Linked DNA regions of Callithrix jacchus: region 2 is linked to region 1. A link is a contact called in public Hi-C data. All regions are on one chromosome and are shown on one strand. Each heading gives the region's core, a stretch centred on a gene start, on an enhancer-like site or on the middle of the called end of the contact. The rest is flanking DNA. Distances are from core to core; before and after follow the strand shown.

Region 1 (7,573 bases), core at 1,922-4,421:
CTGTTATCTCACCAAGTTGGGAGGCCAAGGAGGGAGAATCGATTGGGCCGCAGAGTTCGAGACCAGCCTGGGTAACATAGCGGGACCCCATCTCTACAAAAAATAAATTAGCCAGGCATGGTAGCGCGTCTCAGTGAAGAAAGGGGGGTAAATAAAAAAGGTGGGTTCTTGGGCAGGGGTGGATCCTACTTTAGCTAGGGTGATCAGGGGAGGCTCCCCTGAGGAGGTGACTTACATTTTTTGTGTTAAATATATCATTCATCTCTAAAAGTGTTTAAATTGTCTATGTACACTGAATGTCATGAAGATGTTGTAAAATAAACAGTCTGTGTACAGTGTATTAATAATAAAGATCCCACTCTGCCTAGGAAACAGATTATTACCAAAATTCTAGAAACTTCATGTGCAGCCTGTTCTTGCCTCCCTTCCCCACCAACCGCTCTTCAGAATTTTGTATCAAACATCTCCTTGCAGCCAGCGCGGTGGCTCACCCCTGTAATCCCTGCACTTTGGGAGGCTGAGCCCAGGAGTTCCAGGCTGCAGTGAGCCGTGATCGTGCCACTGCACTCCAGCCTGAGTGACAGAGCAAGACCTTGTCTCAAAAACAAAACAAAAAAGCACTTCCTTGCTTTTCTTTCTAATTCTACAACCCCCACATACATCCTTAAATAATGTAGGGTTTAAATCTGCCTGCTTCAAAACCTCATGCAAATCCAAATAACTATGCATTTGTTTATGACTTCTGCTCCACACTTTGTTTCTGAGATTTATCCTTGTGGCTGCACGAAGCTGTGGTTGGTTTTTGTTGCTGTATAGTATTCTATTAGAGGATTGCACCACTGTTCATTCATCCATTCTACTGTTGATAAACAGCTGTGTTGTATCCAGTTTTGTTTTTGATTTTTTGCTATTAGGAACGAGGGTGCAATATCCTTTTGTGTTTTTTTTCTGGGTTTGGGGCTGGATAGCAGTTCTTAACCTTGCTCATTATAATCCCAAGGGGAGTTTTTAAAAATGCTGATGCCAGAGGACCCACCCAAACTAATAAATCAGGATGTCGGTGGGGGTGGGTGGGCAGAGGCTTAGGTGTTTTAATCCTTCCCTATGGGGATCTAATGTGTTGCCAGAACTGAGAACCCCTGGGATGCAGTTGGCTCGAGGACGGACTTGCTGGGAGAGGAGAGTCACCTGTTACGAGCGGATGCAAAACTTTTCCAAAGTGACTGTGTCCACCGACACTCTTGCCTGTCCTCACCTCCTCATCCACACTTGACGGTGACCACATTTTTCCTTGTTGTCCTTCGGATGGGCGTGAAATGGCATCTCACTGTGAATGTGCCATTTCTCTCTTTACTAAATGAGGCTGAGCAGTTGGTGACATTGCTCCTGAAACAAACAGTGAAAGCCAGCCAGCGGGAAGATCTAGAAGCAAAAGGCTTAGGGGAGAGGAGGAGGAACAGCAGGTGCCAAGGTGGGAAAGGTCTGGGATGTTGGAGGCACAGAAGGAAGGCTGGGGGCGGGATCCTTGTGCTTGGAAGAGGGAGAGAGGCTCAAGCCAAGGTCAGCTGGGGTCAGAGCAGCAGGGCCGCACTGGCCAAGGAGAGGATTTCGGCACATGGGAGGGTTTGAGCAGAGGAGGGGGTGACCTGGCCTCACTCTAGATTCAAGGAGAGGATCCTGATTGAAGCTAAATTGACATGGGAGGGGTAGTATTCTGCCTAATGACTACTTGTTGCCTGTCTCCCCCACCCTACTCCCACTCTCCAACTAGAACCAGGGGAGGATGGTTGTGCTCACTGCTGTTACACCTGGCACCGAGTGACCAAAACAGACAATAGTCCTGCCCTTCGAGTTGTTGTTGGTTGGGGGGAGGGTGCGTAAAGGTGTTCATGGTCTTCCTTCACAGATGGAAACAGGCATGGCGAGACCTGTGGGGTTTATTTCAGCACCACCCCTGGGCCTGGCATGCCTCCAGGGAAGCTGGGGTAGGGGTGCAGCTGCTCCTCACCTGGGCCCACCACACATACATTCAGTCAGGGTCCCTTAGGAGCCGTGAGAGCCTGTAGACAGGATGGGGATCTTCAAAGGGCTCAGGAGACACACCGGCCTCATCCCAACTCTTTGCCGGCCTACGGGGATCTTTTTCAAGGAAACTCTAACCAGGTACCTCCTCAGCTGAAAATCCTTCGGTGGCTCCCCAGTGCCCTTGAGGCAAAGTCCAGATTCCTCACATCTGACCCCTCCGGGCCTGCCCACCCCACCCCATCCCTGGGAGCTGCTCTCCAGGAGTTACTCGGAAGCAGTTGCCAGTTCTTCCCTCGGGCCTTTCCCCTTGATAATTCTTCACTTCCTCTGGGCAGTCACCCCGACCCCCTGTCAGGTGACCCGCCTCTTAACGGTCGCCGCGTCCCGTCTCTCCCCCACCAAAGCACACTTCCCTTTGCATTGTAATTGTCTGTTTACTTCAGCTGTCTCCCCCATTGGACGGGTAGCTAAACTTCGAGAGAGGCTCTGAGTGTCCTGTCCAGGGCTGTGCCCCGGCCCCAGGTACAGTGCCCCACACGTGCTGGACGCTCCGTAAACACTGGCTAAGGGAAGGAACGGGCGCACTTCGCTAGGCTGCTTTGCAAAAAAGCCATGGCATTTCATGCTGCCAAGAGCCACGTGTAGTGTCCGTTTCCTCGCATCCTCCCCAGCAATATGCATTTCCCTCCTCAATGCCACGCTCTCCAGGCGCCAGCCGGGCGGAGGAAATTTCCGCCCCCTCCCAAGCCCGAGGCGGGGGCGGGCTTCGGAAGGTCAGGTGTCCCGGCCCGCGCGCAGCGCCAGGGGGCGTCAGAAGCGCTCCGACCGTGGGGCGCTGAGCGGGTGGGTGCGAGGGGTCCCGCCTCGCAGGGGCCTAAATGCGCCCGATGTCCCGCCCCGGACAGCCCCAGCACTGGGAACGACCAGCGCTGCGCTCCCGAACCCCGCCTTGCAGGAGCCTCCGCCCGGGCTCCCAGCGCCACGCGGCGCGAGCCGGGTCCGCCCCCGGCGCACCTGCTCGAGGCGTGGCCTTCGGCGGAGACGTGCCTCCGATTGGTGCTGAGGTGACAAAGGGGCGAGGCAGATAAGACCCCTCCCCTGCCGCCCCCTGGAGTATTTAAGGGAGTTGGCGGCGCGGGTGCACTCATTGCGCCGCGGCACGGCCTAAGCGGTGGTTCTCCTGCGCTACTTCTGAGCGACTCGGCGACCCCGGTGCGTTGGCCACCATGCCGCGCTCTTTTCTTGTCAGGAAGCCCTCCGACCCCAATCGGAAGCCTAACTACAGCGAGCTGCAGGACTCTAATCCAGGTGCGTTGGAGGGGTCCCGGGCTCCAGGAGATTTGGGGGAGACAGGCGAAGGCTGCGTGGGGGGCACCTGAAGGAGGCGGCCTGCTTGGGCCAGGATCGATTCGCAGGATGTTTTGTGGAGCATTGAGGGCTCGGGCTCGGGAGACCGGGCAGGTAGGTCTCCAGTCCCAGGGATCTATCTGAGTGGTTTGGGGGGTGCCGTGTAGCGGGCAGGGGTCTTGCGCTTGGGGGGCCTTTGTAGCCTGCGAGAGGCGCAGGAGCTCCCGAGGGGAAGGAGGCCTGTGCCAGGAGGGCCCGCCGGACGCTGCTGGGGAGAGTCCGGAGTCCAGAGTGTTGAGGAGAGGGGTGGAGAGACCAGATGTGTGTGAGGAGGGGGACTGGGGTGGAGTGGTGGCTCGGGGGCTGGGGTAATGGGCTTCTGGCTTCAGGCTGGGGACTTGGGACTCAGGAGACCGAGATCTGGAAATGACCCTCTTCAACTGGGGGTCCTACCTGTGAGAGACTCAGGTTGGGTGACCTGGGCGAGGAGGGCAGGAATTTGGTCTGCCCTATGGATAATTTTATTGATCTAATTATGTGTTGAGAGTCAGCCTCACCCAGCCCCTGGCCAGCGGTGGGCTCTAGTTTGTTGATTGAGTGAATGATTTAATTAACGCCTGACTCTGCTCTTTCTCCCTCAGAGTTTACTTTCCAGCAGCCCTATGACCAGGCCCACCTGCTGGCAGCCATCCCACCTCCGGAGATCCTCAACCCCACGGCCTCGCTGCCAACGCTCATCTGGGACTCTGTCCTGGCCCCCCAAGCCCAGCCAACTGCCTGGGCCTCCCTTCGGGCCCAGGAGAGCCCCAGGGCGGCAGAGCTGACCTCCCTGTCAGATGAGGACAGCGGGAAAGGCTCCCAGCCCCCCAGCCCACCCTCACCGGCTTCTTCGTCCTTCTCTTCCACTTCGGCCTCTTCCTTGGAGGCCGAGGCCTATGCTGTCTTCCCAGGCTTGGTCCAAGTGCCCAAGCAGCTGGCCCAGCTCTCTGAGGCCAAGGATCTCCAGTCTCGAAAGGCCTTCAACTGCAAATACTGCAACAAGGAATACCTCAGCCTGGGTGCCCTGAAGATGCACATCCGAAGCCACACGCTGCCCTGCGTCTGTGGCACCTGTGGGAAGGCCTTCTCTAGGCCCTGGCTGCTGCAAGGCCACGTCCGGACCCACACTGGTAAGTGCCCCTCCTGGCCCGCCCCACTGCTTTCTCTGCCAGCTTTTGTGAATCTGGGCTTACTTTTCTCATTCTCAAAGTTGTAGACACGGAGGCCCCGAGTCTCCTAACTTCTAACTCAAGTTCAGGGGCCCGGCTCTCTGGAAACGTTTGGCAGAAATGTTCCTTCATCAGCTAAGCAGATGGGCAAAGCAGACACCTTTCCAATCCCCTGCAGCCAGCTTCTCAGCCAAATGGGTAGGAGCTGGATATGGGAAAGGTGCCACCAGCACCTTGTGGTGGTGGCCAGGTGCGAAGGGGTCCGCCTGGCCCCACCCTCTCCTGATCCACCCCTCCCTAGCCAGACAGGATGTTGTCAGACCCCCCCCCCACCTGGCTCTGAATCCTGCTTTGAGAACTTTCTCAAAGCTTGGTCTGATGTTTCACTTCTGTGAGCCTCATTTTCCCTATCTTTCAGATGGGCATGAGAACAGCCTATGGGGTTTCTATGCAGGCTAAATGCAGGAATGCGTATGGGAAGCACCTGGCAAAGTGCCTGGTACCTGCTAAATGCTCACAAAAATGCTTCCTTGCCGTTTGCTCGGCTTCCCTGCTGTGTGACTTTGGGCAAGCAACTTAACCTCTCTGAGCCTCAGGGGAGGATTATGATAGGTAAGTTTTAGAGAGTGACTGTGAAGGTTGATAATCACTTTATGCTAATCACTTTGCAGTAATTTATCATACCTGGTGGTTCTCTGGTCTGCTTCCCCACCCCCACTCAGTCCTATCTGGCAGACCAGGAAAGGCATCTTTGGGGCAGACAGCGCAATCATGTCTTGGTGTCTTGAAAATTTACTAAATGCGTAGGAAACTTTCTGGACGTGGAGAAAAGGTAGAACTTTTTAGAACTTGAATGGTGGTGACCACCATGCCCAGAGCTGCTCTGGAGAGTGACGGTTGAGAGAGGAGATTCCAGGGGTTCACCCCGGGCAGGTTCTGCCATTTCCTGACCCAGCACCTGACCTCGGAGTGGTGAGGGTCAGTGCGGTGTCTGGAAGGCCTGGCCTTTTGCAGGCTTTATTGGCATCTTACTCAACTAAGGCTACCCATTTCTCTTCCTTTGTGCACCCTTAGCCCTGATTTTAACATGTAAAGGTCCAACTGCCTGGCCTTCTGGGTGCCTGCCTAGCTCACAGGGCTCTATTTTGGGAGCGTTGAACCCCTCAGGGTGCTGCTCTGCTGTCCCCCCTCCCTTGCCCCCAATCCGGCATTATTTTAATGTAAAGGCACGGCTGGGACACAGAAATGTATCACTGCTGTCCTCATTGACTCCCATTGTGTGCCTTAATGGTGGGCCCAGTGGGTGGGGGCTGGGAGGAGCAGAGCAGGTGCATGGGGCAGCGGTGCCCAGCACCTGTTCCAGTCGCAGCTGCTGGCCCAGTGCATGGCAGGCCCCTTTAATCCGGGGGTATCGCATGTACGGTGCCCCCCTCGGTGGCCTTTGTCCCCGCCGGCCTGGTGCCGATTTCACACTTGCCAGGAGAACCATGAAGGCGTCTGCGGGGCGCGGGATCTGAGAAGTGTAGTCTTCGACTCCTGCATGTGCACACAGCCCCACTCCCAGAGCCCATCATGTATGTCCTAGAACGTCTCCTTTCTCTTTTGTTCGTGTGTGTGCCATCACACTTAAAGCACTTACTGTGCAGGAGGCAGTGCTCAGGCTCACCACAGCCCTGGGAAGGGGGTACCATCATAACCCGCCCAGTCTTACGAATGGACTCCAGCCCCTTTACCAGATCTCCAGAGTCAGCCCTTAGTTCACAAGTGAGAACTTAACTTTCTCTTTCACATGAAGACTCAGAATGCAATCAACAAACCCTGCAGGCCCAACGTGCGGAGTAATGGCAGAGTGGAGTAGTATGCTCTCCCAGCCATCCCCTCCCCCATCCCCTAGGTCCCCCACCCTGTGGAGTGGTACATTTCCAGAGACTGAGCCCAGCTCTCAGGCTCTCCGTAGGTCCCTGTTGAATGTATAGGTCCCATTGGAAGCATCCTCTGGACTCCCTCCTACCCTGCTAGCTCAGTGAAGCACCCTAGGTACCCAGGAGTTGATGGAATTAATTCACTCCCAGCTCTTAAATTTCATCCAGCACTGGGATTTAACAGCCAGCCCTGGCCTTAGGGCATATCGGACTGGGTGTGAAGGGATAGGAGAATTGCATATTTTTTAAAAAGACTGTTCAGTATTATAGAATAGTGTGTAGCACATAGTAGGAGCTCAATAATTTAAAAAAAATTTTATAGACAGGGTCTTTCTTTGTTGCCCAGGCTGGTCTCAAACTCCTGGCTTCAATCAATTCTCCTGCCTCACTCGGCCTCCCAGAGTGATGGGATTACAGGCATGAGCCACCACACCTGGCCTCCATAGGTTTCTGTTTAAAGAGTAACTATTATTACTTTTTGTTTGGAAAATGCTGTGTCCCCAAAAAAAGACAAAACAACCTGATTGGTGTTTTTGGAACTGTAGGCTTTTGGTTGGAGCAGAGATTGTGATGAGGCACGAGTAAGGGGCAGGCTCCTCTGAGGCCTTTTTATTTTTAAGAATACTTATTTCTTCTCTAAGGGCTTATTGAGGACTGAGTTCCCAACACAGCCTTAGCCAGGCAGTTGGTGTGTCATGGGCACTGGTTTCTGTAGCCTCTTGGGTGGTAGAAAGGGGCCCAGGCCCTGGGCTGGGCTTAAATGGACTCAGGGAAGCCCCTGCCCTTATGGGATTCGGCCTCATTGGAGAACAGACAAGGAGATTTGGGATTTCGGCACAGGAGGTGGGGTGGTGAGCAAAGCAGGATGCTGGCCGGGCCCGGGGGTGGCCTAACCACCTTGCAGTGGGGGTGGGGAGGCCTAGTAAGGCTGACTCTAGCTTTGGCCCCCAACAAAATAAATCAAGGAGTGACTCCAGGACCACAAGGCACACCAGCCACATCGTCCGTTGACTGAAGGCAGTAAGGACAGTGGGTGAAATCAGAGGCTTTGGGGTCCTGCCAGGGGACCCT
Region 2 (6,937 bases), core at 807-3,306, 170 kb after region 1:
CGGCAGTCCCTGGGGAGGCTCGGAATGCCTGGGAATGATTTGGGCTATCTGAAAGTAGGTGGGGTTCACAGGAGCAGGCAGAGCTGGACACTGAAGAGGGAGGCCCTTGCATTCTTACTCTCAATTCCCAGGTGGGAAGTTTGAGGACCAGAGAGGTGAGGCGGATCTTCCACAGCAAAGGTCAGATGACTGTGTTAACAACAGGGAGTGCCTACTGAATGCCAGATGCTGCACCACAGTGGGTCATCTCACTTCCACTTCCTGACACTAAGGGGCAGGTAAACTTCAACTTGCAAGGAAACCAAGGGAAAACAGAGATGGAAAGTGGCTTGGACCAGGTCACATAAGTAATAGAGTCAGGATGTTAACCCTGGCCTACCCCAGGAGAGGAGGAGGTTTTAAGTCCACAGACTGGGTGTCTTGGGTATAGGCCTGAAGAAACCATGGTGGTATGGACCAGGTGCCCAAGTCAGGTGTGAAGTATCACATACAGAGAATGGAGTGGTCTAGGACCCAAAGAGGAAACCCAAATGGCCCATGGTTATGCTGCTTCTTAAGGAAGGGACAGCACGGAACCCAAGCCAGTGAGGGCAGGAAGCTAAGGTGCTAGTGACCCCAGGCCCACCCCAGGCAAGGCTGTGTGTGGTGCTTGGTGGCTGCCCCACAGCAAAAGGAAGGATGCCAGAATGTTTGACAAACAAAGCTTGAAGCGATGGCGATACCCGGGCAGAGGGGCCTCCCAGTCACCGGAATCTGGGGATCTCAAAGGCACTTCCTTAACCCTGGGCTAGGGCTCACAGAGGAGTCAGAGAAGACGGGGGTGGGGAGTGCCTGCTGGAGCATATACAGTGAACAAAGCAGGAAGAAGCCGGGGAGAAACCATGGCCTGAAGGAAAGGGGCAGAGAGGGAGAGGTGAACTTCAACTTATGATCTGGTATGGGGAATATGGGGGTTCCAGTCCCGAGTCCTAAGGAAGGGGCTAATATATGGATGCGTGGGAGGGGCAAGAACTGGAATTGGGGCTTATATACAGGAGAGCTTATACGGGGTGATGTTCAGTCCCCTCACTGCCTGGGATCCAGGAATATGGGGTAAGGGCTGATGCTCCCCACTGAGGGTTGGGGAAAGGATCTCCATCTGTAGCGACTGAAGCTATCACTAGGATGGAGTTTTGGGGGAAGGGTGTAGGGGGCACTCTGCAGCTGAGAGCCCCTGAGGTAGGGTTCCCTGGGCACAGGGGCTGACATTCCCAGGTGAGGGAGATGAGGTCACTGTTTGCAGCGAGGGCCTGGGCTAGGGCACAGAGGAGACACTAGGGTGTAGATTCCAGATCTGAGAAACCCGGGATGAGGTGTCACTTTTAGGGGCCCGAGGGCAGTGCTTATAGCTGAAGGGCAGCTTTGAGCTTGGACTGGGTCCTGGGGGGATGGGAGGTGGGGTTCTAAGTCTAGGAGCACTCTTCGCAATCGAGAATGCCCCGGGGCTAGGATTCCGCATCTGCGGGTCCGAAGGGAGTTCCGTTTGTCGCCCAGGGAGCTCAAGGTAGCTTCTTGATCTGGGGAGTCTCTTTGCAGTCAGGAATCGCCGGGGCCAAGGTTCTGGCTTGGGTTTGGAAGGGACGCTGGGGTGGGGTCCCCGGACTTAGGGGCGCTATTTGCAAGTTAGAAGCCCGGGCTGGAGTTCGGCATCTGGGCCCGAGGTTGGGGCTCTGATCTGGGGTCGCTGTCCGCAAGCCGGGCTGGTGACCGCAGGCCTGGAGGGGGGCTTGGAGGTCTTACCTGGCGAGTATAGCGCAGCCAGCTCGCGGGCCCCGGCGTGCTGCGCGCCCCAGCGACAACAGGCCGCCTCGTCCTCGTCCAGCTCCAGCTGCTGGCCCGGCCCGTCCTCGGCGCCCGCCATGGCCACCCGCCCGACCCGCCCGGTGCGCTCTGCTGGCGGCGGCGGCAGGGCCGCGGAACCGCGGCGAGATCACGCCGCCCAATGACCGCCCAGCGCCTGGCGCGGCGGCGACGCGGGTGGGGTCCTCGCTGGGCCGCGCGTCACAGCCAATCGGAGCCCGCGCCCGAGCCGCGCTGGCCAATCGGATGCCGCTGAGCCGCAACCAACCGCGGCGAGCCGGGGGCTGGGCTGCAGCTGGATGCAGCTGGGCGCGGGAGCGTGGGGCCGAGGCGTGTGCCCGCCTGTCCCACTCCGCCCCGGCCGGGCTACCGGGTCCAGCGCCCCCCGCCGGGAGCTCGCAGCGTGTTGCCGCCCACCTCGGCCTCGGTTCACGGGCCCATGCAATGGGCCGAAGCTGGGCCCAGAAATGGGCATTTCTTGAGCCCTCAGCGTTAAGCGCCCACTGTGTACAAGGAACGCGAGGGAAGGGCGCCGGCCCAGGGCGGGGGCCGAGGCCAGGGAGTGTTTGGCCCGCGCTTTGTACGTCGCTCTCTAGGGAGGGCCGGTGGACCGTGGGCTGGTTTATCAAGCCCTACTGTGTGCAGAGGTTTCGGTGTGTGTTCATCGACTGTGTGCCATCTCTGTGCTGTGCGCCCAAAGAAACCTCGAGCCTGCCCCGCATTTCCACCCAGTTCACGTTCTCCCGACGAAGAGGACGGTACACTAGTGAAAATGACAGCTGGGGTCACTATGAGATGTGCTGAGCGCTTAATATCTGTCCAAGAGGTAGACGAGCAACAGTTTTTTGACCCTTAAACATCAATGGTATTGCCTGCTCAGAGAGCACCCCCATCACCACACTGCTCAAAGGTGCCCCCTCCTCCAGTCACTGTGACATCACCCTGTTTTCTCTTCACAGCGCTTGTGGTGGGCAATGAGCTTGCAGTCCCTGTCTCTCACATCAGAGAGCAAGCTCCTGAGAGCAGAGAACAGCTTTGCCGACAGCTGAGCCCTGTGCCAGGATCGGGACTGGGACATGGTGGAGCTCAGTAAGTGCTTGTTGAATGATGAAGGCTCAGCCAGATGTCTTCCATACTTCAGCAGATAAATGACAGCAGCAGGGATTTTTACCCCAGGTCTAACCGACAACAAAGTACACAATAATTGCGCATAGAAATTCCATACAGGCCCGGCGCGGTGGCTCAAACCTGTAATCCCAGCACTTTGGGAGGCCGAGGCTGGCGGATCACCTGAGGTTATGATCAGCCTGGCCAACATGGTGAAACCCTGTCTCTACTAAAAATACAAAAATTAACCGGGTGTCGCAGCGCATGCTGTAATCCCAGCTACTCGGGAGACTGAGGCAGGAGAATCGTTTGAACCCGGGAGGTGAAGGTTACGGTGAGCTGAGATTGCACCATTGCACTCCAGCCTGGGCGACGAGAGCAAAACTGTCAAAAAAAAAAAAAAAAAAAAAAGAAAGAAAAAAGAAAAAGAAAAATCCATACAGTGTGATCATATAGGAGCCACCCTAGAGGCTGTGGAAGGTCCTGAGAGGTGCTGTGAGGAGCAGAGAGGGGAGGTAAAATCCCCTTCCAGAATCCAGATTCTCCCCCTGGACAGCCACAGCCAATCAGGGCCTGCGTTTCTTATGCTATGCTCCCTCCGTTTCTTTCCCACACTTCCTCCCAGGAAGGAAAAGCCACTTTCCAGTGGCAGGTACAGGTTGCAGCCCCCGTCCTGGTGAATTATGGTGAAGCTGTCTGGTCTTGCATGATTTATTTATTTGTTATTATTATTGAGATGGAGTCTTGCTGTGTTGCCCAGACTGGAGTGCCATGGTGCGATCTTGATTCACTGCAATGTCCGCCTCCCAGGTTCAAGCAATTCTTGGCCTCGGCCTCCAGAGTAGCTGGGATTACGGGCGCCCACAACTGCACGCGGCTAATTTTTGTATTTTTAGTAGACACAGAGTTTCACCATGTTGGCCAGGCTGGTTTTACACTCCTGATCTCAGGTGATCCTCCCGTCTCAGCCTCCCAAAGTGCTGGGATTATAGGCATGAGCCACTGAGCCTGGCTATCTTGCATCATTTATTAACAGCTCAGTTAATTCAACAGTTGGGAGTTTTTAACCCAGGAGCTTAAGGCAGGGGGGGGTGGTGGCTTTGGTGGGCGCTGGATGTCAGATTTCAGGTAAACACCTTCTAAAACTCTCTGCTTGTGTCTCACAGCCTCCAAACGGGATAGGGTGGCTGGTTACTGCTGGTATCCGGAGACCCTCTCAGTGGCCAGCACCAGATGGCTGATGGACAGACTGCCTGAGATAACTCATTCCTTCATTTATTCACTGAACACGTGTATTAAACACCAATCTGACCCAGGAAAACAGCAGGGAACATGAACATGACAGAATCCTTGCTGTTTTGGGAGGTGGGGGTGGAGGTTAGGGAAGTCCTGTTCAAGAAAATGACATTGGATCCAAGACCTAAAAAACATGGGAGAGCCGCTAACTTGAAATCAGCTGGGCAGTCCTTTCCTTGTGGGGATTTGAGTAGAGGAATGACATGATCTGACTTAGTTTTTTTTTTTTGAGATGGAGTCTTGCTCTGTCACCATGCTGGAGTGCAGTGGCATGATCTTGACTCACTGCAACCTCTGCCTCCTGGGTTCAAGCCATCCTCCTGCCTCAGCCTCCCAAGTAGCTGGGACTACAGGAACACCACCATGCCCAGCTAATTTTTGTATTTTTAGTAGAGACGGGGTTTTGACATGTTGTCCAGGATGGTCTTGATCACTTGACCTTGTGATCCGCCCACCTCGGCCTCCCAGGGTGCTGGGATTATAGTCATGAGCCACTGTGCGCAGCCTATGTCCTTTGTTTTATGAGATAAAAATTTCATACCTTTTAAAGTAAACCCTATTAAAGCAAATTCTCTGGTTTTTAGTATATCCACAAAGTTGTGTGATCATCATGACTATCTAGCTCCAGAACATTTTCAGTACCCCCAAAAGAAATCCCATGTTCATGATCAATTACTCCCTACTTCCCTCTTTCCTCAGCCCCTGTTTGTTTGTTCCCCAAACAAACAAATCCCTTGCCCTTTTTCAAATTCAGTTATTGGTATTTTTCTTGAATTGTAAGAGTTCATATATTATGGATATTAATCCTTTATCAGATATAGAATTTATAACATATTTTCTCTCATTCTATTGGATGTCTTATAACTCTTTTTTTTTTTTTTTGAGATGAAGTTTTGCTCTGGTTGCCTAGGCTGCAGTGTCACTGAGGCAGGAGGATCACTTGAGCCTAAGTGAGTCACTACAGTGAGTCATGATTATGCCACTGTATTTCAGCCAGAAAGACAAATAGAGAGAGCTACTCCCAAGTAGCTCAGATTACAGGGACACAGCACCATGCCTGGTTAATTTATTTTTTGTAGAGATGGGGTCTCACTATGTTGCCCAGGCTGGTCTTGAACTCCTGGGCTCAAGTGAACCTCCCCAGCTTCCCAAAGTGCTGGGATTACAGGTGTGAGACACTGCGCCTGGCCTCCGAGTGGTACATTTGTTAACTGACAAACCTACACTGACACTCCATTATCACTGAAAGTTCATAATTTGCATTAGGGTTCAGTCTTGGTGTATATTCTGCAGGCTTGGGGAACCGTGCAATGACATGGATCCACCGTTGTAGCTATCAGACAGAGTAGTTTCACTGCCCTAAAAATCCTCTGTTGCAGCCGGGTGCGGTGGCTCAGGTCTATAATCCCAGCACTTGGGGAGGCTGAGGCAGGCAGATCACAAGGTCAAGAGATTGAGACCATCCTGGCCAACGTGGTGAAACCCCATCTCTACCAAAAATACAAAAATTAGCCGGGTGTTGTGGTGGGCACCTGTAGTCCCAGCTACTCGGGAGGCTGAGGCAGGAGGATCACTTGAACCTGGGAGGCAGAGGTTGCAGTGAGCCAAGATCGCACCACTGCACTCCAGCCTGGTGACAGAGGGAGACTCTGTTTCAAAAAAAAAAAAAAAAATCCTCTGTTGCAGATGCATTTTAATCAGACTGAATATGTGGGCTGCTAAGTAGTGGGCTAGGAGCCCACGGAAATTTAAAAAAACCCAGGCCATAGCCTGGTAGTAGGACCAGGGGGCCTCAGAGAGTATACCAGGCTGTGAGAAGAGCCTCAGAGGCAGCAGGGATGGCCATGTGGGGAGGATGTTGGGGGCTCCTGAGAGGCTGTGTGTGCCCAGGAGAGCCACCTGCAACCTGAGCTGGTCACTGAGCACAACTCCTCACCCCCAGCAGGGCCTCCTACCCAGCAGGAAGTGCCCCGGGCAGTGCTCTGGCCCTGTTTCGGAAGGTGTGTACAGGAAGGCTTCCTTCCCTGGGGTGGAGTGTGTCCCGGAGGGGCTGACCAGAACCAGATGTTGCATGTCTGGGCTATGGCACAGCTGTCCCCAAACCAAACTTCCTCTTTTCCCCACAATGTTCATTTTGAAACATTTGGTTGTACCTGTAAGTTACAGGCATGTGGATATCTGTTTCTGGCTGCCCACATCCATTCCCCCTCCTTCATAGAAATACTACCCTGAATTTTTGGAGGACTCTCTCTTGCTGCCCATTCTCAGCCCCTGAATTTAGCACAAGCCTAGCAACATTGTCCAGTCCCCCGGAATGCAAAGATTGGTTCAGAGATGAGGATGTGACTTCAGATGATCCAATCATAGTGGACTTCAGGATCCTGGTATGAAATTGGGATGTGAATAAGGAAGCAAGTCTCATCAGAATCTGCTGGCAGCCATGAGGACATGATCCTCAGGGTGAGTTCAACGTTAGAGGAAGCAAAAAGGAGATACCAAGAGAAACCAGGTCCTTGCTAAGACCTTTGAACGGTTGGATCAAGCTTCACCTGAAAGCAGACCTATACCTTTCCAGTCACAGACTGAGGTTAAGTCTCAGCTACAACACTTGTGTGCTGTGTGACCATGGGCAAATTATTTATTCTCTCAGGATGTCAGTTTCCTCCTGTAAAAATAGGGATCCTGACGGGCACAG

The links. A called contact is a pair of places that touch in the nucleus more often than the background predicts.
Region 2: a contact with region 1 is called in a Hi-C map of skeletal muscle, with 4 times the contacts expected there. The contact joins the promoter of PEDS1 here to the promoter of SNAI1 in region 1. A contact is called at or near these places in 3 of 3 Hi-C or Micro-C datasets (induced pluripotent stem cells and skeletal muscle).

What each region holds. Positions count from the first base shown.
Region 1 is chr5:45,523,395-45,530,967 of calJac240_pri, forward strand. SNAI1 (snail family transcriptional repressor 1) reads left to right here and starts at 3,172. Exons shown (of 3, transcript XM_035298914.3): 1 at 3,172-3,333; 2 at 4,014-4,541. The coding sequence starts at 3,252.
Region 2 is chr5:45,694,681-45,701,617 of calJac240_pri, forward strand. It overlaps PEDS1 (plasmanylethanolamine desaturase 1), which reads right to left and starts at 2,057. Exons shown (of 6, transcript NM_001205088.2): 1 at 1,780-2,057. The coding sequence starts at 1,900. LOC118153630 (a long non-coding RNA gene) reads left to right here and starts at 2,131. Exons shown (of 7, transcript XR_004742985.3): 1 at 2,131-2,665; 2 at 2,799-2,928; 3 at 4,113-6,702.